Regions from separate parts of the Zea mays genome. Here regions 1, 3 and 4 are each linked to region 2. Evidence: chromatin contacts called from public Hi-C data. All regions are on one chromosome and are shown on one strand. The core of a region is the stretch at or near the end of the contact, and the rest is flanking DNA. Distances in the headings are between cores, read along the strand shown.

Region 1 (6,553 bases), core at 3,162-5,661, 200 kb after region 2:
CTACTAGGGATAGCTCTAAAAGCTCTTTAAACATTCACCCTCAAGTTCGAGTGCCTTAGGTTAAATAATTCTTTTTGATTTGATGGGCAGTTCATACCCAAAACTCTTTTAGATGGTACTTAGTGCCCAAACTTTTATACTAAAATTAGGCACTGGCTATTGCACAACCACCTTAATGTATTCACACAACCCATGGTATTTACCATGTTCAACCCTTAACACATCAGACCTCTCAAATGCATCAATTATAATGGTCACATCATGTGCTTATCCCACCCATTTCACAAACACATAACTAAACTTCAAGTCAAAATCAACTCAGTTAGAACGTTTTGAGTGGTGTAGTGCTTCCCACCTCTAAATGTTGCTTGCATCTTATGTGGGACTCTAGCATGAATATATGTTCCATCTATAGCCCCAACACAATCCTACGTGCCACCCACCACTGAATGGGTTCCTTCAAATGCCAAATACATAAACATCTATTGACTACATGCTTTAGTTTTTACCTTAAAATAAGGGTACCATCTAGGATTGTTCCTAATCTTTACTATTGTCTTAGCCGATGAGGGATTAATGATATCTTGCCTAAGTATCTCAATTGCAAACAACACTTCTTTGAAAATGCCTAATAACGGTTTATATATACCTCTAGTTTTGATGGATAACCCTAAACCTTTGATTGTGCCCAACTATATGAAGAAACATTGCAACTTGTTGTTCTATACAACTGCGTAAGTTGTCCCTGAAAAGGTTCCTCTCCCTAAGCAGGTTGCAAAGTTTGAAAAAGGTTATTTTCTCATTCTAAGCATGTTTACACACTCAACATCATTACAATTATAAATTAAATTTAGATTGTATTTCTTTACTCATCCATTTTGCTGAATGTCCCATATGTTAGTACATACCGTAATCTTTAATGCATATCTATTCGCCATAAAAGGAACACATATAGAGATCTAACAAGAGTTGTTGCTTGAACACACAAAAGCACCCTTTTCTTGCATATCCATCTAGCATTCCAACACAATTGGTAACAAAAAATGATTTAGTACACACTACTAAAACATAGTGCAGAGGCAGAACATATCATCATAGGCATAGAGATGCTATTAATATAGCATCAAAATGAAAAACTATACATGGGCAAATGCTCAGAACTTATACCTAAACATCATTGGCAAACACACAAGCTCAGATTAAGAATGGTTGTAAAAAGGGTGAAGTTGGCATATATCGAGCAATCAGAACCACGACTCGAACAAGCGCAACAAGGGCCAATTATACCTAGTAACAATTGAAACACTAAGATCTGGCATCCAACCATGGGCGGAGACCGAAGTTGACCAAGTTAGGATTTAGAATTTTGCAAACAAAGGAAGATTGACTATACATGTGTACAAGATTTGGAGGGAGAATCACCATTAGAAGAGAAGAGGGATACTCACCAGAGAGAGAGATACGAGTATGTGTCGGTTATAGGATATATGTCTGATTGATGACGTGAAAATGGACGGTAACCTAGCTCTTCCCGCCTGTGCCCACTCCTCTCCTGCGTGCTCGCCTCAAACTCGCTATGAGCGAGGCCTTGAAAGAAGGCCAATATAGAAGTACACGCAGAGCCGGACCGAGGCCAATATAGAAGTAAGAGTATCTCCAAAAGATTCTAATATCAATCCTTAATTTAGGGGAAAGTGAAAAATAACCATCCAACGTATCCCTATTGACAGTCCCTATACCTCCGCACACGAAAAATGTCGTGTCCGCAGCTACTGCTTCTCTCAACCCCCTGTATTTTCGCTTTCCCGCGCGAGAGCATTTGTGCGTGCCTCCTGCTTCTCAGGCTATCCGCAACCGTTACCCCTAAATTTTTCCCTCTATATCACTTTCCCCCCTATTTTCCCCCTATTTTTTCATCTCCCGCAGCGGTTTCCCCTAAATACTCCCCTATACCCCACTACAACTATAAAATATCATTTTCTATATCAACTATCAATTTTTTATCTACTAACAATTACTCGTGGACCCACAGCACAGTGTTTAGGGTGATGAACAGTGACACGCTAGATCTGGGGGGGAGAGAGAAGAGGACCGACGCGTAGGGGGCACCGCTGCGGCCGTGGGATGACCCTACAGCCGGCATGCAAGGGGAGGGGGAAGGCTAGCGCGTACCGCTGCGCACAGCCTCATATGCTTCAACCGTGAGTTGAGTCTGTGACGAATGTTCGACAGCAAGCTGTTCAACGAGGCCCCGTGACTCATTACCTAACTTGTAAGTAACATTGCTCTAGAGATGTTTCAATCTTAAGCTGAGATTTTTTCTTTTGGCTTAATCATCGAATTAAACTATTCAGCATGGCACAGGGAACCAATCTGCTATGTAAAGCCTGAAAACAACAATAGCCAAAGGTTAATCGTATGGATCAGCAACAACTAAGGTCTGATTCGTTTGTGCCGGATTAGTGGGTTGGAACGATTCCTAACCGGATTGTTTCTATAATTTATATAAACTTTGATAAGGTGGAACGATTTCGGGTATAATCCGACACAAACGATTAAGGCCTAAAAGAACCGCAAATGTTAATCATATGCTGCAAATCACAAGCGACAACATATTTTTTTATCCCAACAGCGATGGATCTTGGTACGAACTGGCTGCGCGTGTGCATGAAAGGGCCCAACGATTACCAGGTTTAACAGATTTTTGGAGAAATTAAGCGTGTATTTGGTTATCGGGTTGATGCGAGTTGGAACAGGTTGAACCTGCATCAAACCGTGTTTGGTTTAAAAGGTTCGCGGGTTAAATTGGTTCCGGGTCAAAATATTCATTTAAGATACGGATTCTAGGGATTCCTTAAAAACAAGCGAACCACTTCGATCCACTCCCACTCCACCCCTCCTGTCACCCACACGGACACACCATATCTTCACCCGAGCGCAGCCTACGCAGGGCGCACCACCGTCAGCCTATTCTCGAGTCATCGGCTCCCCCGTCGGTGTACCGTCCGGCGCAGCGCGCCCCCGACCACGCCCCTGTCAGAGTCCTCCGTCACCCTGCTCTCCGGCACCAGCATGTTCTCCAGCCATAGACTCCCAAACCGGTCTGTCCTCTGGCGCGCTACGCCCCCGTCCGTGTCTTCCAACGACGTTGTTGTGCCGTGATCCAGCCCCCACCATCATCCACCAATACCACCTACATGTCCCCTACCGACACCACTAGGAGAGAAGCAGCGGCCCCCATCTTTTATTGTGCTTATTGGTTTCTCAAATACTGAAATAGTGTTGGTTTCATTTATTTTGAATGTTGTAATTTCGTTTGGAATTAAAGATATCATTTTTAGTATGGTAATGTGACCATTTTTAGTTCATCATTCATTCATCCCTCATCACGAAACCAAACAAAAAACGGTGCAGCTTCAACCCACTTCAACCCTGTCATCAAACAAGAAATTGGGTTCAACCCGTCGCTTAAACCAAACAAGGAACGGGTCCGATCTAACCCACAAAAATGAGTCGGTTTCGACTCAACCCTTTTCGTTCCAAAACCAAACGCACTATAAAAGAGGCTGTTGAAGTCCAGTTTTTTTAAGGAGCATAGGCTCTTAAGAACGTTCTAATTACTGGTTATTAGAATATACTACGTACCTTCGTTCTCGAATATTTATCGTCTGCTGATTCGTTCAGTTTTTACTAAAACACGACAAAGAAAAAAAAGGATGAAGTACCCGTTGGGATGCCCTAACACCTTTACCATTTACCATCAGACGCTTGCTATACACTATACACTAGACACACGAAAGAGAAGAATGGATGCGCGCGCGGCATGCCGGCGGGCAGGGCGTCGGGAGAAAGACGGCGACGGCAACGGCAGGCATCGTCCAAAGGCCGCACCGCAGCAGGCCGTCATACGGCGCACGCACCGTGGAGGGATGGAATGGAACGCAACGCAACGCAACGCATGCAGCCGTGCCTTTCGGTGCTGCCCTGCCAGTTTGCGCGCGGCGTCCCCCAGCGGGACCACGCGCCCCCTTTACCTCCCCGGCCACGTGTCGAGCGCAATCCACGTCGCACTTACGTGGGTCCCGCCGCACAGAACCCGCTGCTCTTCCGTCCACGCGACCTGACCTCGCATCGCAGTCTCGCACACCACACCACCCCCCACGCGGACGCCAAGGCGCAACGGAGAGAAAGAAAGAGAAGGGGGATGGAGCGAGAAGAATAAGACATCGTCTTCGACCACCCCGGCCGGCCCCTCCACTCGATCTCCCAGCCCCTCCGTCAGCCACCTCGATCTCATCCGATGCTCTAGCTAGGCAGGCTAGCTTCGCATGGATTCACCCGCGGCTGCGTCGTCGCTGCTCCTGGACCACTCGTGCCGCCGCTCTTCCTCTTCCTCTTCCTCCGCCGCCTGATGGTGATGGCCAGCGCCGGCGTCAACGTGCCCGGCGGCGACGAGGTACGGAACCCGACCGCTGCGTCCGCGTCCACCCCAGAATGCCGGATGCGCAGGCGCCACCGCCTCGAGCCCCAAGGATCCGGCGACGCCGCCGCCGCTGCGGCGCCGGGCCCGAGCTGGGTGCGCCGTCTCCGTCCTGCGGCCTCCCGGTTCTCGCCGTCGCCGTCGCCATCGCTGTCGCCGTCGTCGTCCCAGAGCTCTGCGGACAGGCCCAACGACGAGGAGCAGGAAGAGCTCGACCATGAGGTGGAGGTGGAGCTCGCGCCGGCGGGGCCGCAGCTCGAGCCCGGCGAGGCTGAAGGTGAACCTGAAGCCGAGGCCGTCGCCGTCGCCCCGCAGGTGTGGCCCGTGGCCTTCGGCTCCCTGTCCATGGCGGGGCGGATGCGGATGATGGAGGACGCCGTCTCGCTCCATCCGGACTTGTGCACCTGGGCCGCCGACGGCTCGCCCATGCACTTCTTCGGCGTCTTTGACGGCCACGGCGGCTCCCATGTACGTGTCGTGTCGCTTCACGCCCCCGCCGCCAATCTCCAGCTAGTCACTCCATCAGTCCATCGATTGATCCATCCCTAGCTAGTAGTTCATGTTCATGAGTTCATCCATCCGAAATTTCATGGATTTTTTTTACCTAGACTGATGCCATACGTTTACCTATATATTGTGCACCGTCATCTAATAGACGGTGGTAATACTAGGCCAAGAAGGAGACAGCCATGGATGCGTGCCGAAGAGAAGCTGCAACAGCTAGCTTCCTTCTCTCCCGCCGCACCACATTTGGCGACTAGCAGTAGTCACTGCTTGCTTTCCGCTGCTAGCTAGTACCAGGTGTCCAGCTGGCCACATTCTAGCTCATTCCAAATTCGACAAGGATCATCCACGTGTCTCTGCCTCGTTTAATTGTCTTTTATTTATTTATTTAGTTATTATTATTGTGAATACCCGTATCGGATACTCTCTGTGTTAGTACTTCATTAGTACTACTAATCGATCGATCGCACGACACACGTACTAATGTACAAATACCAATGCATGCACGCAGGTGTCCGCGTTATGCCGGGACCGGATGCACGAGGTGGTGGCGGAGGAGCTGGCCAGGGAGGGAGCCACCTTCCTGCGGCGGCGGCAGGAGTCGGCGGCGTCGGGCAGCGCCGCCTGGTCGGAGCGGGCGGAGGAGGAGCGCGCGTGGCGCGCGGCGCTGCAGCGGGGCTTCCGGCGGGTGGACGATATGGCGGCGCTGGCGTGCGCGTGCGGGCGCGTGGCGCGGCCAAGCTGCAGCTGCCCGCTCGCCGGCACCTCCTCCGGCATCGTCGGCTCCACCGCCGTGGTGGCCCTCCTCGTCCGCGGCCGCCTCGTCGTCGCCAACTGCGGCGACTCCCGCGCCGTGCTCTGCCGCGGGCCCGCCGGGACGCCGCCCGTCCCGCTCTCCTCCGACCACAAGGTACGACTACGTACGACACATATGCATGTACACTCCGATCATCTCGGCTTTCGACTCGCCGTAGCGTGGTGCTAGCTGTGGTTGTTGTGGTCGGAGCCGGGTCAGCCTCGCCGACCGTTGACCCGTGCGCCGCGTGTCGTGGGGGCGGGGCCCGCGTGGGTGACCCGGTGAGGTGTCTCGCGCCTCCAGAAGTTTCGGTCGCAGCCAAGTCGTGGTTGGCCGCCGGCGGTGTTCGACGACGTGTACCGCCGCTGACGTCAGAGGCAACGGATGGGATCATCATCATGGGAGCGGTTGTCGGGGCTGGGATCTCGATTCTCGACAGGAAGGCAGCGGGCGCTGCTGCTGCAGCACGGATATCAAAGCAGGCCATGCAGTGGCAGTCCCGTGGATAGCTCGGAACTTTCAGGGCGGTCGCTGTGCGCCGTCGCTGTCGCCGGTTGGACACGTGGCGGGAACGGCGGGGGATTCCGAGGGTGAGGGGGGGGGGCACGTGTCGGTGGATGCTGGGGCACGTGGGGAGACCCGAGTGGTCGCCGGCTGGTGGGCCCTTGTACCTCAAAGCTGTGGGGCCGGGGCTGCACTCTCCACTCGCTGGGTCGCTGTCGCCTGTGCGGCGGGGCCCGCCGGAGAGGAAAAGGGTGTGGTGGCCGGAGGCG
Region 2 (6,786 bases), core at 353-2,852:
AGGAATCGAGTGTTTCTGTGGGTCCATTATATCCCTTTCCCTCAGCTGATGTGTTAAGATCATCGTGCTCCTGGTCTCATCAGGCATCCAGACAGCACAATTCTGCAGTTCCAGTGCCTTCGAGAGCTCAACCATGGTGGTGTACAAGATGGTATGTCTGTCGAGCGACTTGCGGATCTCCTGTGTGAGCATGCGCACATGCCAGCTCGCCTCTTCTTTCCTTTTCATCCTCCCCACCTCCCGGTCCAGCTCACGCGCCTTGTTCATCAGGAAGTTTTCCCTGACCTTCACCCTCAGGAGCTGTGGTATCAGCGTCAGCAGGGTGATGGCCGTCGCGAAGGAGACCAGTGCCGTCAGGAACTTGGCGACGGTAAGGGCGAGTACGAGGTGGAAGGAGTGCGGCTCGTAGGTGAACACAGTGATGAGGTGCGTGAGGCCGCAGAGCACGATGAAGGCGCCGAACTGCAGCACGATCCATTTGAGGGGGAAGAGGTCGGAGCAGGTGGCGAAGTAGAGCAGCTCGAGCGGGATGGAGAAGTAGGCCGCGGCGATGAGGAAGTCGCTGACCTTCTGGCATTGCAGGATGTTATAGGTGCTGGAGAGGGCGCCGTCGTCGGCGTCGTCGCAGCCGCCGCAGTGGCCGAAATCGACAGACGCCGCTGACGGCGAGAGGAGCAGGGAGGAGAGGAACAGGAGGATCCACGCGGAGGAAACCCCGCGCAGCAGTGCCGTTCCCACCACCATCGGCTCTACCACCTCCAACCAGGCTTCATTCAGACGCGCATTTGCGCATTTCTGAACCGACTGGAGGCGCCCGTCGTCGATTCCACGCTGCGGGTGCCGACGCTCCTGCATTCACCAGACGGCCATCACAGATTTTCAGTTAATCAAACTGCGGCACACAAAATCAAGATCTGGCGTAAAGCAAATCGTTGCTTTGGGACGGATAGGCCCCCCTGTGAAGATTAGTCTTTCCTAAAAGTAGCATCGAAATCTATCTATCGGCCAAAATCGAATCACCAGTCCGCCAAAATTCGGGCAGTAGGGGATTTAGCCAAATCCGATAAACCCCTCCGATAAATCCAAACATAGTTATTGAATTGGTAGAACGAAGAAGAACGGAGGAGTGTCAAAAGCCGCCCACCTTCCGCCTCCGACCATCCCTCCTGCCGGATGCAGCAGCAATCCTCAAGCGGAGGAGGAGCAGCAACGCCCGCCAAGAAACACAGCGTTGGCACCGGTACTAGCACCATAACCGTCTACACGTGGGCTGGCTACGGATCTCCAGCAGACCTCGGCAGCGTCGAGAGCCCGGCGGGCGGCGGATCCATGGTCACGAGGCCTGCCGACGGAAGAAAAGAGGGTCTTTTTTTCTCCCTTTCCTCCCTCTTCTTTCACAGCCTCGCCCCTGGAGCTGGGCTGAGAGAGAGACAGCGACGTCGGAAGAAGGGGAGAACGCGGCGTCGCAGTGGGGTGGCTGGCGGGTGGAGGGCGCTAAGCGACGACCGGACGAGCCGATTGAGGAGAGGGGTAGGAAGAGGAGGCGATGCTTTGGGTCCGTCGAGCAGGCAGGAGCCAGGGGGTTGTCTCTCCCCTCGGTGGGAAGAAAGGAGTGGGACGAACGAGAGCAAGAGCAGAGCAGCGCAGCTCGGGGGCTGGCCGGATGCGGGTCGTTGCTTCAACCTCGCTGCACCACTCTCGCGTGCTCTGATCTGTTCGCCGCGTTTCGCCGGCGTGGCTCTGGATGGATGCACCTGCCTGTTTCCTCGGCCTGGGCCCGCCCGTCTGCCGGCAAACCGCTGCGCCTTCCCCTGGTTTTCGATCCATTCAGCTATGAGCTAGGTGGTATATAAGCAGTAGCATTTGCTTCACCGCATATCTTGGGCCCACAGTATTTGTAGGAGGGACTGAATTGGGCCAAATCACTTTCAGCTATTGAGTTGGGCCAAATCACTTTCAGCTATTGAGTTTTGCACTTCAGCTCCAAGGAATTAACGAGAGGACCCCGTATTTGTAGGAGGAAATGGATTGGGCCAAATCGCTTTCACTTCCCTTCTATGAAGAGCAGTGTGGCCAAAGCATAGTTAGCAATTTCGAGCGAAACTCGCAGACTTTCGGAATGTTTTCCCTATTTTTGGACCTCTATGTGAATTGGCTTTCGTGTAAAATTCGGAAGTTTCAGTTCGCTATTCAAAAAAATTAAAATTCATAAAAACGGAAAATCGTGTTTTAGACCGGGTTTCGGTGGTTTTCGATCGAATTTCAATGCCTTTTGTTCCAAAATAACAAATTTCACCGAAATTCGTCGAGAAAACACCAAATTTCATTTTTAAATTTAAAATTCTACCTTAAATGGATTTGAGCGAATTTCACTCCGAATTTCATTTTCGGTGTATTACAAGATTTGCATTCTAAACGAAATGGTTAACCTTGGGCCGAAGTCTAGCCCATATAGAGGATGTCTAGACGGTAGCCTTGAGTTTAACGAATAGTTTAGGCCTCTCTAGAAACATAATATTTTTCTAGTCTCAAGATAATGCTCGGTATTTGAGCATACCATGGTATTTTCGGCCAAAAGGTATTTAAGAGCACATATAGAAGCTCTATATTTTAAAATGTAGTATTTGTAGGGTCTAAAAAACTTTGGTTTGGACAAAAAAATTCACCGGCACGAGACTGTAGTCTCGCCTTTTCTCCTCCCCTCCTACTGCTGCAACTAAAATGCTAATTCTCAAAACAAGTGTTGGATTAACTTGATGGAAAATATACTATAATGTAACACCCTTTTTTTATGGTACAGTTATAACAAGTATTATAGATGAATTTAAATTCTCTTCTCTTTAAACATAATTTACATATTCTTTTCCAAATAGAGAAAGGAAGGATTTTTTATAGATAAAATATTTCACTACCTATTTGTTGTTTTATGGAAAATTTTGAATTGAATTGAACTTTATTTGATTTGAATATGGAAATTAAACTTAAATTTTAATTTTAAAAAAGGAAAAGAACAAAATAGTGCAAACCAGGTGGCCTCCTCAGCGCGCGCCCGTGCCTTGCCTCCTTGCGCTCGCTGGCAAGCAGAGCGAACCGATCAACCGCACCCCCACTCTCTGACACGTGGGACCCACACCCACATGTCATCCCTAACCTTCCGCTCTCTCTTTGTTCCACGACGGACACACTGTCATCGATCTCGCCCCTGAGAGATCGGAACATCACCTCGATCATTGCTCCCCCATTTTCCTCCTCGGATATCTGTGCCATATCCCCGAGTAGTTTTGTCGGCATTAAAATGGCGACCCGACCATGCTACCCTCACCATCACTGCCCTTATGTCATCAATTGCATGGCCCTATAAAAGACGACCCCTAGCACCGATTGATCACCTCACTGAGAGCTCTGCCTCCTTCCTGGCACTTGCACCCTCACACTAGTGCAAGTGTCGCCATCACTGAGCTTCTTGAGCACGTTCTGCCCTAATCAGAGTACCTTTGTCCTCACCGTCACTACCACAATTGCATGGGGACTGGACGAATACACAGTTGCATGGGGACTGGATGAAGGAATGGTTCTACGCTGAAGTAGATTCTGTGAACTAGAAAGATTTCAAGGGTTTGCTGATGAGTCCTCTAAAGATTAGCTTCGGTCTAAGGAGGCTAAAGTGTGATATGTGTGAAGCTGCCGAAAAATGTTACAAGATTTTCAACACTATCGCCGAGAAGTCTAGCTCTCGGGACCTGATTCAAGAAGCACTTTCTTACGACATTTATCCTACTTGTACCGGGTGGTAGCTATCGAAGGAAGTGAAAAGAAAAGATGGTGATCTTGACACTTAGCATTTTAATTTAAGTAACAGGCTTCATACAAGGCTCCTTTCGCTGGTTTGTTGAAACTGATCGACACAAAGTGCAATGAAATTCTTGGGAACTATCATGTAAAGGAACACGAAGATATGTCATCCACCTTCAAGAACCGAGGGAAACTTAGGTTGAATATAGTTTAGAATGCCATAGGGTTTGATATACCCTGACTACACGAAGCTTGTGACCAGCACCGAAGCTAGAGAAAAGAAAGAGGGGCATGAAAGCAACTAGGAATAAGGCGTCGAAGAAGCCTGGTGATGATGAGATAAAGGATGATGAATCTGAATATGACAAAGAGTCACCTTCGGGTAAGGCCACGTCTCTGAGAAGAAGAAAGCTAACATTTCTGAGAAGAAGATTCTTGCTACACAAGAACAGGGAAAATAAAGTGCTACTACTACTTAATCATTGGGTTGTACACGGATTCTCGAGGTAATGACCCGACCACTGCCATTTTCTACTCTAAGTCACTTGGGATCAGAACTAACCTAACTATTAACGACTACAAAGGGCACCGACGAAGGTGGTCATACTTCGACAGCTCCAAAGGCCAAGAATTCCCTATCTGAAGAAGTGGAGAGCTGTAACACCCTGAATTTGGGGGTATAAAATTTCTTTCTTATGATCATCCAAATCCAGGTGTTACTCTTCTCTATCTCACTCTAGTTTCTCTCTCTCTCTAGTTTTCTCCCTCTCTTTTTCTTTTAATTAGGGTTAGTTGAATTAGTGAAGGATTATTTATTTTATTTTGCCCAAAACATATGAGTCATGGAATGTTGCATCATATTGAGCCTAATTATTCTTTGAATTGTTGCATATATTTGATTTGGTTTGAATTTGAAACTTGATTTGAACTTGAATTGAAAACCATAGAGAAAATAAATAGAAAAGCAATTAGAAAATCCCTAGAAAAAGGAAAACCTATTTCAGCCCAAACTAGCCCACTAAGCCCAGCCCCCGCGCGCGCCTGCACCCGCGCGCCCTCGGTGCCTGACAGGTGGGCCCCGCCTATCGGCGCCAACCCGTGTGCGCTCACTCCCCTTCTCTCTCTCTCGCTGCTCTGTGGGGCCAAGCTGTCGGCGCCGTTCTTTTCCCCCACGCCCTCTCTCTCTCTCTGTCCCGCCGTCCCCACCTGTCAGCCATCTCTAACCTCTCGCCCACGATCTCCCCGCCGTGGACGTGCCCACGTCCGCGCGTTATCCGGCCACGTCCGCGCACCCGCGTCCCTTTTGAGCCCCGCGCCATGCTCGTCCACCTCCCCTCGCTCATTTGCGCCATCTTCCAGACTCTCTCGCACTCTCTCTCACTCTGCCCACACGTGCAGGGAGCTCTGCCACCGCCCCTCGTCGACCGATGCCTGTTCTATGGCCACCGTCGTGTCCGTGCCCCGTCTAGTGTCACGGTGAGCTTCGCCTTACTGTCAGCTGCTCGGGACACCCTTCGGTGTGCCCTCTCCCTCTCTGTTTCGTCCGGTCCACGCTCACCGGAGCAATCTTCGCATAGCCGGAGTCCCACCGCTGTTGCCCCATCGAGTCCTTGCGCCTTCACTGTTGCTTCGCGACTCCAGTGTTTCCCCTCAAGGTGAGCAACCCGCCGGCCCGTACCCTTAATTTGGTCATCCCCGCTCTGTTTCTCGCACGATTGCTCGCCGAAGCTGTCACACCCGGTTTTAGAAGGTAAACCGAATGCGAACCATGTACGTGCTAGGATCAGAAATTCACGTACACAGCGATTACATAAATGACTCATCATAGCACAATGCTTCGAATTACAATAAAGAGTAAGTAATAATATTACAGACTAGAGCCATTTACATAATATAAATCAAAGTACACAGAATCGAAACGTAGCCAACGTAAACAACCCACCACAGGCAGCTGACTGGGGGAGGTCGCTAGCCTAATCCTCAAACTCATTGACGTCCTGGAACTCCTGGAGATCCGCCTCGACGCCTTCTTTACCTCAGCATAGATTGCACCAAAGGCAACCTGGTGTTTTGTGAAAGCAAGGGTGAGTACACATCAACGTACTCAGTAAATGTCTTGTTTGGCTGTAGTGGACTAGCTTTATGTGGGGTTAAGTCAAGCAGTTGCTTTTAGTTGGTCAGGTTATTATTACTAGTAGAAAGCTAGGTTTTAGCATTGACCCAAGTTATTAACCCAAAGTACCCTTTCCAAATGGAAAGAATACCATTTACCATTACCATAAGCATAAGCATAATCATCCTCATCATCATCTGTAAACCAACCACCTCTGATCGAAGTATCTAATCAATGGAGCTCCCTTGGCCGCTCATAACCGCGAGCACGGCTGATATATCAGTTTCATAACACTCTGCAGAGGTTGTGCACTTTACCCACAAGTCGTGATTCCCTCTTGCCTCGGGCCGATCAAACACTTAAACACTACCAAGGTGAATAGGCAGGGTCTCACTACGTAGCCTTTACAAAGATTCCCCGGGGCTATAGCCGCCCGTTAGGTTTCCTAAATGCATCGCACTCCTCCCCAAGGGGCGAACCAAACTTGGCAGAGCGAGCCGCATACACCGAGCCCCATTAACGGCACGATGGCTAAGCGAACTACACCCCGGTTCCTCTAATTATTCAGCTAAGGGCAACCCATTCCACCCTCATGGTTGCACTGTTTTCCCGGGCGGTCATCCAGCGAACAGGTCCTTACGGAGAGGCACTCGAGAACCTGCTCGAGCCCCCTTAAAGTATCACCAGTCCAACATCATAATCATAATGACAACATCGTATCATAAGTGTTCACATCATGTTCATTGATTAAAGTAAAGCAATAGCATGAAGCTAACCGTAGCAACCCAAAAGGTAATCAAGGACAAGGTAAATAGAAAGCTAGTCAATCCTTAGGTTGTTCATAGTATGCGGGACAGTGAATTATAAAGTAAATGGGACAT
Region 3 (6,880 bases), core at 122-2,621, 140 kb after region 2:
CAAAATAGTATTTGGTTTAGCTCTTAATTTTTATGTTTATATTGATGATGATAAATCCACTAAAGAAGCAAAACAAAATTTTATTTGATATAGAGAGAGTATTATAAACTATACATATGATGGTTGCTTCGGTAGAGAGAAGCTTTTTAAAATTAATTTTTTATGAATTATTTATGGTCAACAATAATTCAAGAGAGGTTAAATGGCTTGGCGATTCTATATATCGAAAAAATTGTTGGATGAGATTGATCTCGATGATATAAGCAATGACTTTGTATCACAAAATGTTAGAAGATATTTTGAATAATATCATATAACAAGTAAGTGTTTTTTGCTATATTTTATATCTGTTATCTTATAAACTTTAAAACAGTGCATAATAATTTTTATACGTCAAATATTCGGTGATATATGTATAATTATATATATTTGTGTGTGGATGGGGGCCTCTATATCGAATTTCGCACTGGGCCCCCTGAAAAGCCAGGAACGGCCCTGAAAAGCAAGACCTTGACGTAACCCCATTCTTTGTTGTATTTGTACCACTGGCTCTTCTATGCCTCCATCTCTTCTCTTACACCCTTGTCTATTATCGTCTTTAACCCTTATAATATCTATATCTTTACCTTGATGCTTACTTTGAACCTTCCCTTTAAAGTCTCCTTTTTCCATCTCAGTTAGAGAGTGGTGCTTCACCTATCTCGTCTTTGATTATTTTCCTTCTTTATCGCCTTGCAAGCTTTGTCTTAATTCCATCCTTTGATGTGCTTTTGTTTGCTATCTCCATTATCTTGATACTTATCTTTATACCTGCTATTTAGGATCTCTCCTCTTCCACCTCAATTTAAGAGTGATAATTTATCTATCTGGCTCTTAGTCGTACCTTCTCCTCGACCACTTGTAAGTCTTATCTTAACTCTATCGATCAAGAAATTTCTAACTACATAGGGAATGCAACTGGGGAGTACGGACAGGCAACTAGCCCTCGGGAATTTCTATCGATCAAGAAATTTCTAACTCACAGTTTCGCACTCTGCAGTGCACAGATTTGTTTGTGCACAAAAACCGCCTTAATTTAATAACTAGTAGTGCAACTTTCCTGAGACAAGGTATACGTATACCACCGCCTTAATTTATGTTCCGGACGATTATAGCATGCTTTACATATTATGACTAATAATGAAAAAAAATTCAAAAAAGAACGGTACCTTATAGAGTATGATTATGATTATCTACAGCTAAAATAAAACTGAGTACGCATGTTGTTTGAATGAATAGGATAAATAAAAAACTGCCAAATCATTCCCTTCTTTCTAGAAGAAAGATGTTTGAACTAGCCGTAGTCTGCACCCTATGTCCATGGGTTGTCGACTAGAAACCAAGGCCAATGCATATACGGGCTGCTGGCCCATCATCCTTGGTTCGGAAAAGATACTGCGTTCCCTCCTCTTCAAAATCCAAATACTACTACAATTCATTCATGGATGCAGAAAGCTCAAAAGAATATTCCTAAAAAAAGAAATATAATGCCCCAAAAGGTATCTATTTCATATGAGTTTTCTTGAAATCTTCTGTTTGTCACCGGTGACGTACTAGCTTAGAGCATCTTCAAGAGTCTTTATAAATTTCACTTTTAAATTGTCATTTGAGAGTCATTTGTATAAAAATTGCTTCCTATATATTTTCAATCTCCAACATCTTTTCTATATTTATTTGCACTCTAGATAATCATTCACATTATCTATCTTTGGCTAGTGAGAAATGTGGAATAGAAGATGTCTATATTTGAATAACCATTTAAATAAGTCGTTGGAGGGTATTTTTTTATGAAAATATTTATTTATATTTATTAGGTATAATATAGAGAATATTCTAGAGTTGCTCTTAGTAGGGAAAAAGTTAACTTTTAGCTTTATCACCGGTCAAAACTTTCTAAAAGTCTAATCAATTTTATACAAAACAATATCAGTATTTACCACACAAAATATCTATAAGAATATATCTCATAACAAATCTAATAATATTTATTTAGAATACAAATATATTTTTTATATAAACCTCATCAAATTAATTAGCCCCCCTTTAGGTACGAGAAAGTTCCACGAATGTTGCCTTTTATAAATTTGGACTAATTTCTTTAAAAAAATTACGATTCTTGTGAAAATCATACATTCTAAAAGCGGTCTTAGTTATTTAGTTGATACTATGTTAGAATTATGTATTGTCATCATCAAATCGAGCATATCTTTTTTAGATAAAAAAAAGAACGAATGGATGTGTATGGAAATATCTGTTGTGGAGGAAGTCAAGTAACTATGAAGGAGGTGGATGTAATGTTGTCTTCAGCAGATTGTGCATATAATTATGCAAAGGATTGTTTTACACTATAGATCGCGTTGTTCAAAGAGTGAAGTTTGAAATAGAAGATGAGATGAAAGATAGAATGAATAAGCTCCTGGAGACAGCCTAATGGTGCAAACACTTGAGGCGGCATCTAGATGCACGTTTACTGAGCCACTTGCTAAGAATGAGATGCATCTCAGTATTTAGGTTTTATAAATTGATACAAGTTTCTAGTTGTTTTGAATAACATATTAGCCAAACTTACTGCTAGGAAATCCAACAACAGGGCAAGTAGATTTGCATAGTACTGGCTTTGTTGCATTTGGTGCTCGCCTTGTGCCCTTTGATACTCATTTTGCTACCTTACCGCTTCCAGGAGCCTAGAAATCTCCAACTCCTATGTGGAGTGCGAGAACAAGAACCCAATGCTTGCAACAACGATGACCCTACCGTGTCTCGACACATCATCTGCTTAGAGTAAATCGCTAAATCAAATATACCTAACCTATAAGAGTGCATCACAAACAGTAGATTGTAAGCCATGAGCAAAATTTGAAATGCCAAACAAACTTTTCTCACCATCCACGAGCCTGTCATCCTGCATAAGCATATGTTGCCTTAGGGTCAAGTGGTTGGCTCATACAGTCGCAGTCTTGTCCACGCCGCCCAATCATCTGCTCACCATATGTCACAGGAAAAGAAACACGCCACATAATCAAACATCATAAAAGGCGATGAAACCGGACGCTAGCGTATAGAAACCTTATTAGACGGTTCGAAGAAGTCTAATTGCACAACACATTTAGATTCTTAGGATCAAACCCCATGTGATCATCAGAAATTACCTCATATCTGATGGCCCTCTACTGCGCCCGTCACGAGTTAGGCTTATTTCTAACATCCATGCAGGGTCGTAGGAAACTACCTTATTTCCGAAGATTAACCTAATAACCCTAAAAAAATTGATGGCGGTCAGAAATTGATATATTTTGAGTGGTTAGGATGAATTTCACCGCTAACACACCAAGGTATATAAAACCATCTCACTAAACATCACAACATCTCTAAATTATGTTATCTAAAATATGACTTCTATTTTTTACGTAGACTTCTGTTTTAGTACTATCTTTTTTTCTTCTAAATTTTATAATACTATCTGAACTATGGGAACATATTATGGGTAATCAAGCATGTTGGTGTAATATACAATCAAACAATCTGATGCATCCAATCAAAATCCACCGATGACCGTCGTTTTAGTTAGAAGAGGTTGAATATAAAATGGCTACTAAGTTCTATATGAAAAGGGTTAAATATAAAACAACAGGTTGGATTTTGATTAAATACAATAGATGACTTGATTGTATGGCTGTACACTTGTACTAATATAACTGTGTACAAAATATAGTCTACTATGTTCTAAACGATGGCTATCACATTTATCCTAGTAGTCAATAACATATAGGACTTCTCTTTATCTTGCTATTGGTGAGCTCGGCCATCCGGCGAGTTCGTGTTGGGCAAGGGCCATCCGTGGGAGCCACACAGAGATTGACTCATAGGATGGAGGGTAGCCGCCGCGGACATCGACCCAGACACCCAGTGGGGCAGGGGCGGCATGGTCAAAAGCAACTAGCGTCGATAAGGAAGACCGGCGGCGGCCTATGTGCATGCGGTTCATGAGCGCAACAATATGGACGCGGTGGAAATAGACAAAGGGAATTTTAATTTGTACTCCGATACGATTAGGCAGTGAAAGAGAAATAGAAAAAATAGAGGATAAATAAATTTGAATAGACCAGTAGATGGTCTAGTAAGTTTTTATTATTATATGCTATTTTAGAAAAGACAATGTTTAGTCTGTTTTCGACCTATTTTGTTTCGGTTTATGAAAGTCAGAACTGCAGCCACCGTTTTTGCGAGTTATAAAAATCGCTAAAATCAATATGAATTCTTCGAATTATGGCAGCGGAAGAAATCCACCGCTTTCTAAACTCTAAACTTTGTAAACTTTCTCTACGCGTAAGTCCTGTGAAATCTAGATCAGCTTGCCATCTAGATTATCCAAGAATGAATTCTCAAAAGAACTTTCAGGAAAAAAAAAAGCTGTCTAAATATGCTGTTTAAATATGCCTGTAGGGCTAGTTTAAGAGCCACAAAACCGGAGGGGATTGAAGGGCTAAAATCCCCTCTTATATAATTTTGAATAAGGAGGGGATTGTAGCCTCTCTAATCCCCTCCGGTATTTGGACTCCCAAACTAGCCCGTAGTGTGCTAAAGATCCCCTCATCAATCTGACGTGTTTTGGCATTCGCCGAGTGAAAAGCAGGAAGCGGATTCGTTTACATACACATGTGTTACGAGCTCGTGATTAACCCGTAGAACTCAAGAAAATATAATAGTATAGAGAGAGAGGTGCGTGAACTCCTGTTATAGGGATGGGCCACATGTCAGATGGATAAGGTATTCTATCAGACCCACCCAAGATTCCGACCGCGGTACGTGGCGGCCAGTCGCAGGGGAACACCATCCGTGGGGACCACGATAGGACTCAGGAAGTCATTTGTGTTCCTGACAGCAACACGTCGGACTGCCCTGTTGGGCCCACAGCGCCGATCGTGGCATCCCAGGATTCTACGGCTCGTCTCGTATCGTTCTAAATCCTCTGGCAAAAGAAAGTGACATTAAAAAATCGCATATACTGTAATATATAACGAATCCCTGGGTCAGCTACCCTAGCACTTTCCTCTTCTCAGAAGCAAAGTTTGCATGCTATTCCTTCCGTCCTAAATTATTAATTTTTTTAGTTTTAGATTTCTATGTCTATATTCAAATATATAAAAATTAATCTAGACACAAGTGTTTTATAAACTTATAAATTAACGAAAATAAATTTTAATTTAGGGCGGAGGAAGTATTTTGGTTATGCGTGTATTATTTTCTAATTAATCCTGTCTTGTAATCACATTTTTGCGAATTTGTAACTCCACTAATTTCCCGTATACTTTTATTCGGAATTTTCTTTTGTATACAAAATTTTAATTTCAGTGTTTACTGCTTATGGTAGGTCATAGAGGTGTTTGTCTGTTTGAGATGGCTCCAGGTTTCAGCTCTAATATAGAACTGTAGTTTATAATATTAATTTAAATAGGTTTAAAAATATTTTTAATCTAAATAATAAATGAAATGACTTATTCAATGTCTTCTAGAGGCTTATAGTTCCATCTCTACGATTTTCTGGAGCACATAATGACCTGCTCCACCAACTATACCAAATTTTTTGGAGCTGACACTACAGGAATTCGGCTCTTTGCTTAGTGTCCAGCTCTTTGCCGAGTGCAATTTATCGAATACTTAACAAAACATGTTTTACCGAGTGCCACTCTCGGCGAACAAAGACACTCGACATAGACCTCCTTTGTCGTGGATGAAACATTCGGCAATACTGACGCCCAGCAAAGGAGGCTTTGGCGACTGTCAAGCACTCGACGAAACGAGACGCTCAACAAAGGGTCGTCTGCCACCGTCTACAATTGATGACCGTTAACTATGCCGAGTGTCAGGAGTTCACACACGATAAACTAATTTCTTTGCCAAGTGTCCCATGACAGACACTCGACCAAGTAAGGCTTCACCGAGAGTCTTCCATTGACAATCGGCAAAGTATATTTGTTTTTTATTTTTTTTTCACCAAACTTTTTATGGTATATTCCTACGGTATATAGACCTACATGTTTAATTTTGGAATAATTATCAAATTGTTTGCTATAACTATTATATTTAATTTTGGCAAGATTTCTACACATATAGTGGGTGACAACTTAAACGAAACAGTGTCAAATTTTTATCAGTCTCTACATATGATATCATGACATGTCGACAAGTTTTATGATTTTTTGACATTTTTTGTGTTTTATACAATTTTAAAACAACTGGGTCGCAAGTCCGCTCATGGTTCGTGAGCATGGTGTTCGAAAAATTAAGTTTGTTCCTGAAATAGGCCGTCACTTGTACTAAATATAACATGCATATCATTTTTGCATTCACTGTTTTTCATGTTTCGAGTGACTTGCAGTTGAAATCTAAATTATCCGAAGAAATTAAATTAAAAGAAATAAATATAATATTTATAGCAAACACTTTTATAATTGTGTCAAAACTGAACATGTAGGTCTATATATTATAGAAACACAGTACAAAAATTTTGGTGAAAAAAAGAAAAAACATATATATACTTTGTCGAGTGTGAGGAGAAGACACTCTATAAACACTCTTTGTCGAGTGCCTGCCAGGGCACACTCAGCATTTTTTTTAAAAAAATTAAAACAATCTTTGTCGAGTGCCCGTATAGAGGCACCTAGCAAAGTATTTTGTGTCGAGTGTCAGATCACTGGCACTCGGTAAAGAATGTGAATTTAACCCTAGCTAGGGCACGCGACCCTATTTCTAACAGAACCATCAGCCCGTACGTCGCCGCCTCCCCGTGCCCATGCCGTCGCCGCAGCGCCCACTCACTGCCGCCTCACCGTGCGGCCGC
Region 4 (6,718 bases), core at 1,677-4,176, 240 kb after region 2:
CTAACAAAGTTGTTGATGAAGCTGTGAATAGGCTTCTAAACGAAGCCGCTGATAAAGTTCTAAAAGAGGATGATTAGACCTTGTTTATTTGAACTGTAGAATTTTTGTATGTAGTTTCCTTTTGTAAGAAACAATTATCAACTATATATATTTAATGATGTAATATATTTCTTTGTGGAATGTGAAACCTTCGTACGTACCGTTTTTGAGACGCAGGCGAAAAAACACCTTACCTTCTTTTCACGCTTCATAAAGATAAAAATCCCCTTTTCTGTCGAAGCAACTTATTGGATTCAAAGGTCTTGCCATAGATATTGCATAAGAGTACCGTTGTCGAAGGCATAAATCTTGTATAAATATACCGCTGCCGAAGGCATAGATCTTGCATTGTTGATACGTCCTTTCATAACTCTCTGCCGAAGATAGACTTAACCTCACGGGTTAGCCAGTATTTTTGAAGGAGCAATTTCTCTTCTTTTTCCACTATTTCAGATGATGCAAGATGATGAATGATGTGATGCTATGCAGTATGATATGATGACATGAAGCAACTGATGTTAATGCACGAATGCTTCATAAAAGTAAGACTCTGCATCCCCTTAGGAACGACTTTGGAGTCTCTTCACCTTTTACTTAGTTGGCATTTTAGCTCTGCATCCCCGTAGGAACGACTTTGGAGCTAAGCTCTGCATCCCCTTAGGAACGACTTTGTAGCTTCTTCACCTTTTACTTAGGTGGCATTTTAGCTCTGCATCCCCGTAGGAACGACTTTAGAGCTAAGCTCTGCATCACCTTAGGAACGACTTTGGAGCTTCTTCATGTAACACCTCTGGTGTTAAGCGAACTAAAAATCTGGCATATCATCATAAGCACTTGCATTATTTTGTTTGTTATACCTAGAATGCATTCACTAGGTCAAACTTTTTCGAAAGTGTGATGTTGTGTGTTGGGTTTAGGGTTTAGTTTAAGAACTTGGCTTAAGCTAGACAAGAATAGATCATCTCTTAGCAAGTGACAAATTGACTTGGATCCTTAAGTGCCAAGGGGAAGGACTTAGGACCTAGAGCAACTTTGCTTTCAAAGGTGGGTTAAGTGGAAGGATTAATTAAGGAACGAGATTAACCTCAAAACCCTAAGTGAGATTTGAAAACCTTCCTTGTGATTTGTGGATAAACAAAGAAACTCCTAAACCAAGGACACTTTAGACATGAGTTTCATGGACTAAAGTTGTAGAGCTTGGAAAAGTGGATAACTTTCTTATTTGGAGATTCCCAAGTTGTGTGGAAGAATTTGGAGTTAAGTACAAAAATTCAGTTTTGGGTTCATTTTGGAATTGCTGAAAATAATATAAACTAGTCAACTTTGGACCCTTGTAACTTCTAATCTAGAACCATTTTGAATATGGTCATTGTAACAAAGTTATCGAGCTACATGAGGAGTATAAGTTTTTTAAGTCACCAAGCTCTAAATCTATATGGAACTTGGAGAAAAACTAATCTAAAGTAAAGCTGCCAGAAATTTGGATTTCAGACTTAGTGAAATTCTGAGTCTGAATTTCAGCATTTGGAGCAAACTTTGGGCTATTGCAATTTGGAATCCAAGAAGTTTTGGTTAATGGTCACTATATAAAACTTGTAAAGGAACTATTGGAGTATAAGCTTTATTAAGCAACTTGCCCTAGAAGCATTTGGAACCCAGGAAGAAGAGTGGTTCAAAGTGGTGCTGCTGTGTTTCTGAATTTTTCAGATTGTGAATAGTAGCTGAATCTGGAATTCAGTATTGATGGCTGTTTTGGAGCTCATTTTTGGTTGTTCTATAAGGTTTTAGACTATGGTGCTTGTAGAGGAAATAAAGACCATATATTGGTGAACAACTTCCTTAAAGGGTGATGGACATGATCACATACAAGAATTGGAGTAACGACTGCTTAAAGTGGGACTGTGTTGTGGCTGAAACTGAATTATATTCAGTTATTGAAAACTGAATTTCAGTGAAAGTTGCTGAGTTTGGAGCCCATTTTCGGCTGATTCATGCAGTTATAGGCTAAGAAAGCTATACAAAGGTGGACGACCATGTGTTGGTGTATACGTTTGGTTAAGGATCATACCCCTAAAGCTACATGGAACTAGGAGAAAAGGTTGCCTAAATCTGGACTGTAAGGTTACTTGGACTGTGTTTTTTGTTCAGAACTAAAACCTGAATTTTAGTGAATCAGTTTAGAGCTCTGTTGTGATTAATCCATGTGATTTTATACTGTAGTTTTTATATAAAAGTTGAAGATCATCTAATGGTGAACAAGTTTATTTAAGCCAGTGTGACGTGGTGCTGCACATAAGTTGGAGTAAAACGTGCCCAAATTCTCTCTGTCAGACGTGTGGTGTTCAGTCTCTTATTCAGTTAGCTGCAGCTGGTTCCTAGTGTATTCACCCCACTCTGGAGCATTATAACTTTTGATCCATGAATCTTTGACCTACGGTTCCTACAGTAAACTTGTAAAGTTACATTTTGTGAACAAACTTTATTAACTATGGTTGGCATGTATTGCTTGGAATCATGAGGATCGAAGGGGTTACAAATGAGGGTTCAGTTTGGTGCCAAATTCAGTTCAGAATCTGAAACGTATTTAGTTTTGCTGAATTTTTAGAAACCACGTATTCCTTTCAGTTTTATACCCTTCTAACTCTTAATTCTTGGTGAATGACCATTACATCAAACTTGGAGATCTATTATGGAGGAATACATCTTATGATGAAGGATCCAAGTCGAGCTGTTGGGCAGGTGGTGGACTGAATATTGTTCAGATGACTGAAACCGGTTCAATTTTGGTATGAGAAAAAGATCTCCATGCCGCTGATGTTTATCCTGTACACGTGCTCAGTTCTCTAAAATTTTCTCCTTTGTTCCGGTCGTTCTTATCCAATATCTAGTGCACGTACTCCCTAGAAGTCTCTCCCGTGCGTTGTCTCATCTCCAGAAATCCACGTGCAGCCCTGAGCACAGGGCCGGGCCGGCATAATCCGAGAACATGTACTTAATTTTAAATTGGAGCCTATATCTTAAGGAAAAATAAAATATAGTAATAATATATATGTTATAATGGTTTACATAGCCATGGAAAAAGAAACGTACCTATTCAACGCTTTGTTGTATCATATTTATTTGAACAACTTCATTCTTTTGGTGTTACTTGAAATGAATTCTTCAATAATACGCTCATATTCAATCTTCTCCAATAATTCACTCTCAAGTGATATCTAGGCCAAATCAGTAAGTCTTTGTTGTAACATTGTAGAGCGCAAATATGACTTCAATAGCTTCAATTTAGAAAAGCTTCGTTCCGCTGATGCAACTGTCACTGGAATGGTCAATAGAACTCTATGGGTGTGTTTGGTTTGACTTTTGGCTTTTGGCTTTTGCCCCCTAAAAGCCAAAAGCCAACCAAAGGGCTGGATCCAGAAAGTAGCTTTTTCTAAAAGCTGACTTTCTCACAGTGCAAATCTGAAAGCACCCCTGAACCTGCTTTTAGTAACTTTTCGGATAGAACTGTGAAAACATATATCGAAGAACTTTTAACGACTTTTAGTGGATTCCACCAAACGGTTTTTAGCTTTTTAACGGCTCATAGCCTACAGCAGCTTTTTCCACAGCTCACAGCCCACAGCAACTTTTTTCACAGCCACAGCCCAACCAAACAGACCCTATATGCAATACTTGCATTAGGAAAAGAATTATGTCGTTTCAGAAACTTTAGAATTTCCAAAGGTCCCATATTTTCTTGTGGAATGAAATTTTGGAGAAACTTCAACTCTGCATACAATTCATTAGCATCAATATCAGATTTTCCATCCTTTTCGAGGGCAGCCTCCAGATTATCACAGGAGGACTTTAGGCTCTCATTATCCAATGACTGCAATGTTTCAGAAGTAAATAAGAAACCAAACATTTTCTGATAACCTTGGTATTGTTCAAATCTCCTTGTAAGTGAGGAAATTGCTTGATCAACAATAGGTATGAAATAGCTTATTCTAAATGACTCCTCTGGAGACAGTGTGGCAATATCTGGGACATCAGGGTTCTCATCAAAGTGTCTCTTTCTTTTAATTTTCCGTCTTTTACGAAATGATGTACCAATATCCATCTCAAGTGCAATGCCTTTGGCTGTCTCTAGTGCTTCTAAGAAACCAGTTTCCCTGTAGTTCTGGAAGAAAACAATCAGCCCTTGAACTTTCTCAATAGCAACATCAATAAGCATATCTTTTGATTGCAATTGTTTGCTTACTAAATTAACAGCATACAACACCTCATACCTAATAACTATAGCCACTATAAACTCATACTCTCCAAGCTCATTATTTGCCAAACCTTTAGCTTCACTGCTTGTTTTAGGATCACTATCGATATCTGATACCTGAAATTTAAACAAATAAAATGTGTCTTAATAGAAACAACAAAATGAATTACAATATTGGATAAATATGATAATACAAGGCAGTGAGCACCTGAAGTAGAGCCTCTCGAATGTCTGCACATTGAAGTCTGATAGCTTTAACACTTTCAACACGACTCTCCCAACGAGTAGCTGATACTGACTTAGGAGTCAATCTTGTTATGTTATCTTTCAGAATCTGCCATTTCTTAGTGGAATTAGCAAAGATTGTATAAATGCGTTGGATGATTCCAAAGAAGTCTTTAGCTTTACCACATGTCTTAGCCATATCACATAGTGTTAAATTAAGACTATGGCAACTACAAGCAGAATAGAAAGCTCTAGGATTTAAATCCAAAAGTTTCTTTTGTACCCCATTTTTGCATCCTTCCATATTTGACCCATTATCATATCCTTGTCCTCTCACATCATCTATATCAAGATCAAGATCCTTTAGCTGATCCTGTAGCACATCAAAAAGACCTTGCCCAGTCGTATCATTTACATCTAAAAACCAAGAAAGGATTCTTCAATACTAATAGTACTCGAAGATGAATCCACATATCTAATAACTAAAGACATTTGTTCTTGGTGGCTTGCATCAGGGGTACAATCCAGTATCACAGAGAAATATTTTGCCTTCTTTATTTTCTTAATAATTTCAGACTTAATAGTAGAAGCAATCAAGTGTATCAACTCATTTTGAATCTTATAATCAAGATAATGAGCATGAGTTTCTTCATTTGTAATACGTCGGGCATGCTCTTGAATAACCGGGTCAAATTCAGCCAACATCTCTACCAAACCCAAGAAATTGCCATTACTATCATCATACAATTTGCAATTAGTACCACGAAATGCTAGATTATGCTTGGCAAAAATTTTTACAATGGCAACAATTCTGAACAAAACTTTCCTCCTATGTTCCTTTTCTTTCTCAAGTTGTCGTTGAGCAGTTTTATCAATAGCCTGATCTGTTTGCAATCTATTACGTAACTCATACCAAGTGGTCATATTAAAAACATGATCAGCACTTGTCTCATGCTCTTTAAGTCTAGCCCCAAGATGTATCCAATCATTATACCCCTCATTTGCCAACTGACCTTTTTGATGCCCTTTTGTAAATAATTTACAACCAAAGCAAAAGATTTTATCAAGTTCCTTAGAATAAACAAGCCAATCTCTATCGCAATGCTCCCCATTTGATAGAATTCTATTATAGAATAATGCAGAAAACCTTCTAGAATATCTATCCCTTGGACCTTTCTGAATTGATAAGTCTCTTTTAGGTCCCTTCTGTGCTAAAATATCAATTTGTTTAGAACCAAGAGAATCCCAATATCTTGGATCAAATATATCAGGCTGAAAAGAATCACCATCATTCATAGACGCTGAAGTATTCAAATTATCACTATTATTGCCCATCCCTACGTTTGCGTTATCAATAGGAACATCATCAACCTCGTTGTCAGCAGCAGTACTATCAATTGCAGGGCCTCCATCAGCTGGCTGATTCACAGGGGATACTTGTGATTCTTTAATAACGAATCTATCCACACTAGCTTCTCCACGTCATATATTCCCTCACCCCATCGCTTAGGCAGCAACAGCCGAGCTCCCTTCTCGTAGTGCCCCTCGCATCCATGTTCTCAGCCCGCTCTCCTCTGTGCTCGGTCTCTCCAGTGCTTGCCTCGCCTGTGCACGCCATCCTCTTGTTGCCACTTGCCAGTCACGATCTCTTCTTTCCTGGAGTTTGCGTGTTGGGATTCTGTGGATCATGGCTGAAACTGCATGCGCTGTCGTCTCCTTGCTCTGGCACATCGTTGTGTGGAGCTGCTGAACGCCGCCGTCTCTAGCTCCTACATCGTCGTGCCGGCGCTCGGCTCCCCAACATCGTTGTTGCCTACTGGGCCTGCTGCTCTCTCTGCAACAGCTCGCCGGCTCCCTAGAAATTCCCCAACCGTCGCCTGCCTCCTCGCTGACATTCTCCCTCGTCGCGTCCGCAGCGCTACCGCGAGTTCAACATCGCCCAGGCGCCCCCGTACTCGGTTTCAGGCCATTACACCAGACGCACATCTCCAAAGTGCCATCAAGTTTCATCTCACCTTACCGTGGCCAGGGATCCTCGAAGGTTTCCTCGACCGTGTGGCGCTTGTTCTGTGCTCACTTAAGGTCAGTTTCAGTCCGGGTTTAATGATTTTCCTTTATTCATTTTTCTAAGAGATTGTTAATTATGTCACAAGTTATAGAAATATGGTAAAATCATGGGACAAATTTTATGGGGTGTCTAAA

Evidence for each region. A called contact is a pair of places that touch in the nucleus more often than the background predicts.
Region 1: a Hi-C map of ear shows a contact between it and region 2, with 3 times the contacts expected there. The contact joins the promoter of LOC103641516 here to the promoter of LOC541627 in region 2. A contact is called at or near these places in 6 of 25 Hi-C or Micro-C datasets (bundle sheath, ear, endosperm and 2 more).
Region 3: a contact with region 2 is called in a Hi-C map of tassel, with 3 times the contacts expected there. The contact joins the enhancer-like site here to the promoter of LOC541627 in region 2. A contact is called at or near these places in 3 of 25 Hi-C or Micro-C datasets (bundle sheath, ear and tassel).
Region 4: a contact with region 2 is called in a Hi-C map of leaf, with 4 times the contacts expected there. The contact joins the enhancer-like site here to the promoter of LOC541627 in region 2. A contact is called at or near these places in 5 of 25 Hi-C or Micro-C datasets (bundle sheath, ear, leaf and 1 more).

The regions. Positions count from the first base shown.
Region 1 is chr10:103,568,922-103,575,474 of Zm-B73-REFERENCE-NAM-5.0, forward strand. LOC103641516 (probable protein phosphatase 2C 37) reads left to right here and starts at 4,412. Exons shown (of 4, transcript NM_001319772.1): 1 at 4,412-4,948; 2 at 5,496-5,894. The coding sequence starts at 4,412.
Region 2 is chr10:103,368,339-103,375,124 of Zm-B73-REFERENCE-NAM-5.0, forward strand. LOC541627 (ethylene receptor homolog 2) reads right to left here and starts at 1,603. Exons shown (of 3, transcript NM_001111382.2): 1 at 1,145-1,603; 2 at 1-849. The coding sequence starts at 744.
Region 3 is chr10:103,504,265-103,511,144 of Zm-B73-REFERENCE-NAM-5.0, forward strand. No RefSeq gene overlaps it. Among protein-coding and RNA genes, the nearest start is that of LOC103642676, 13 kb to the left of the region's middle. Within about 2 kb of position 1,372, at least 1 of the 20 cell types and tissues checked has an H3K27ac peak or open chromatin away from gene starts, as enhancers often do. A contact at or near this core is called in tassel, where this site is marked.
Region 4 is chr10:103,604,700-103,611,417 of Zm-B73-REFERENCE-NAM-5.0, forward strand. It overlaps the pseudogene LOC109942880. Among protein-coding and RNA genes, the nearest start is that of LOC103641516, 35 kb to the left of the region's middle. Within about 2 kb of position 2,927, at least 1 of the 20 cell types and tissues checked has an H3K27ac peak or open chromatin away from gene starts, as enhancers often do. A contact at or near this core is called in leaf, where this site is marked.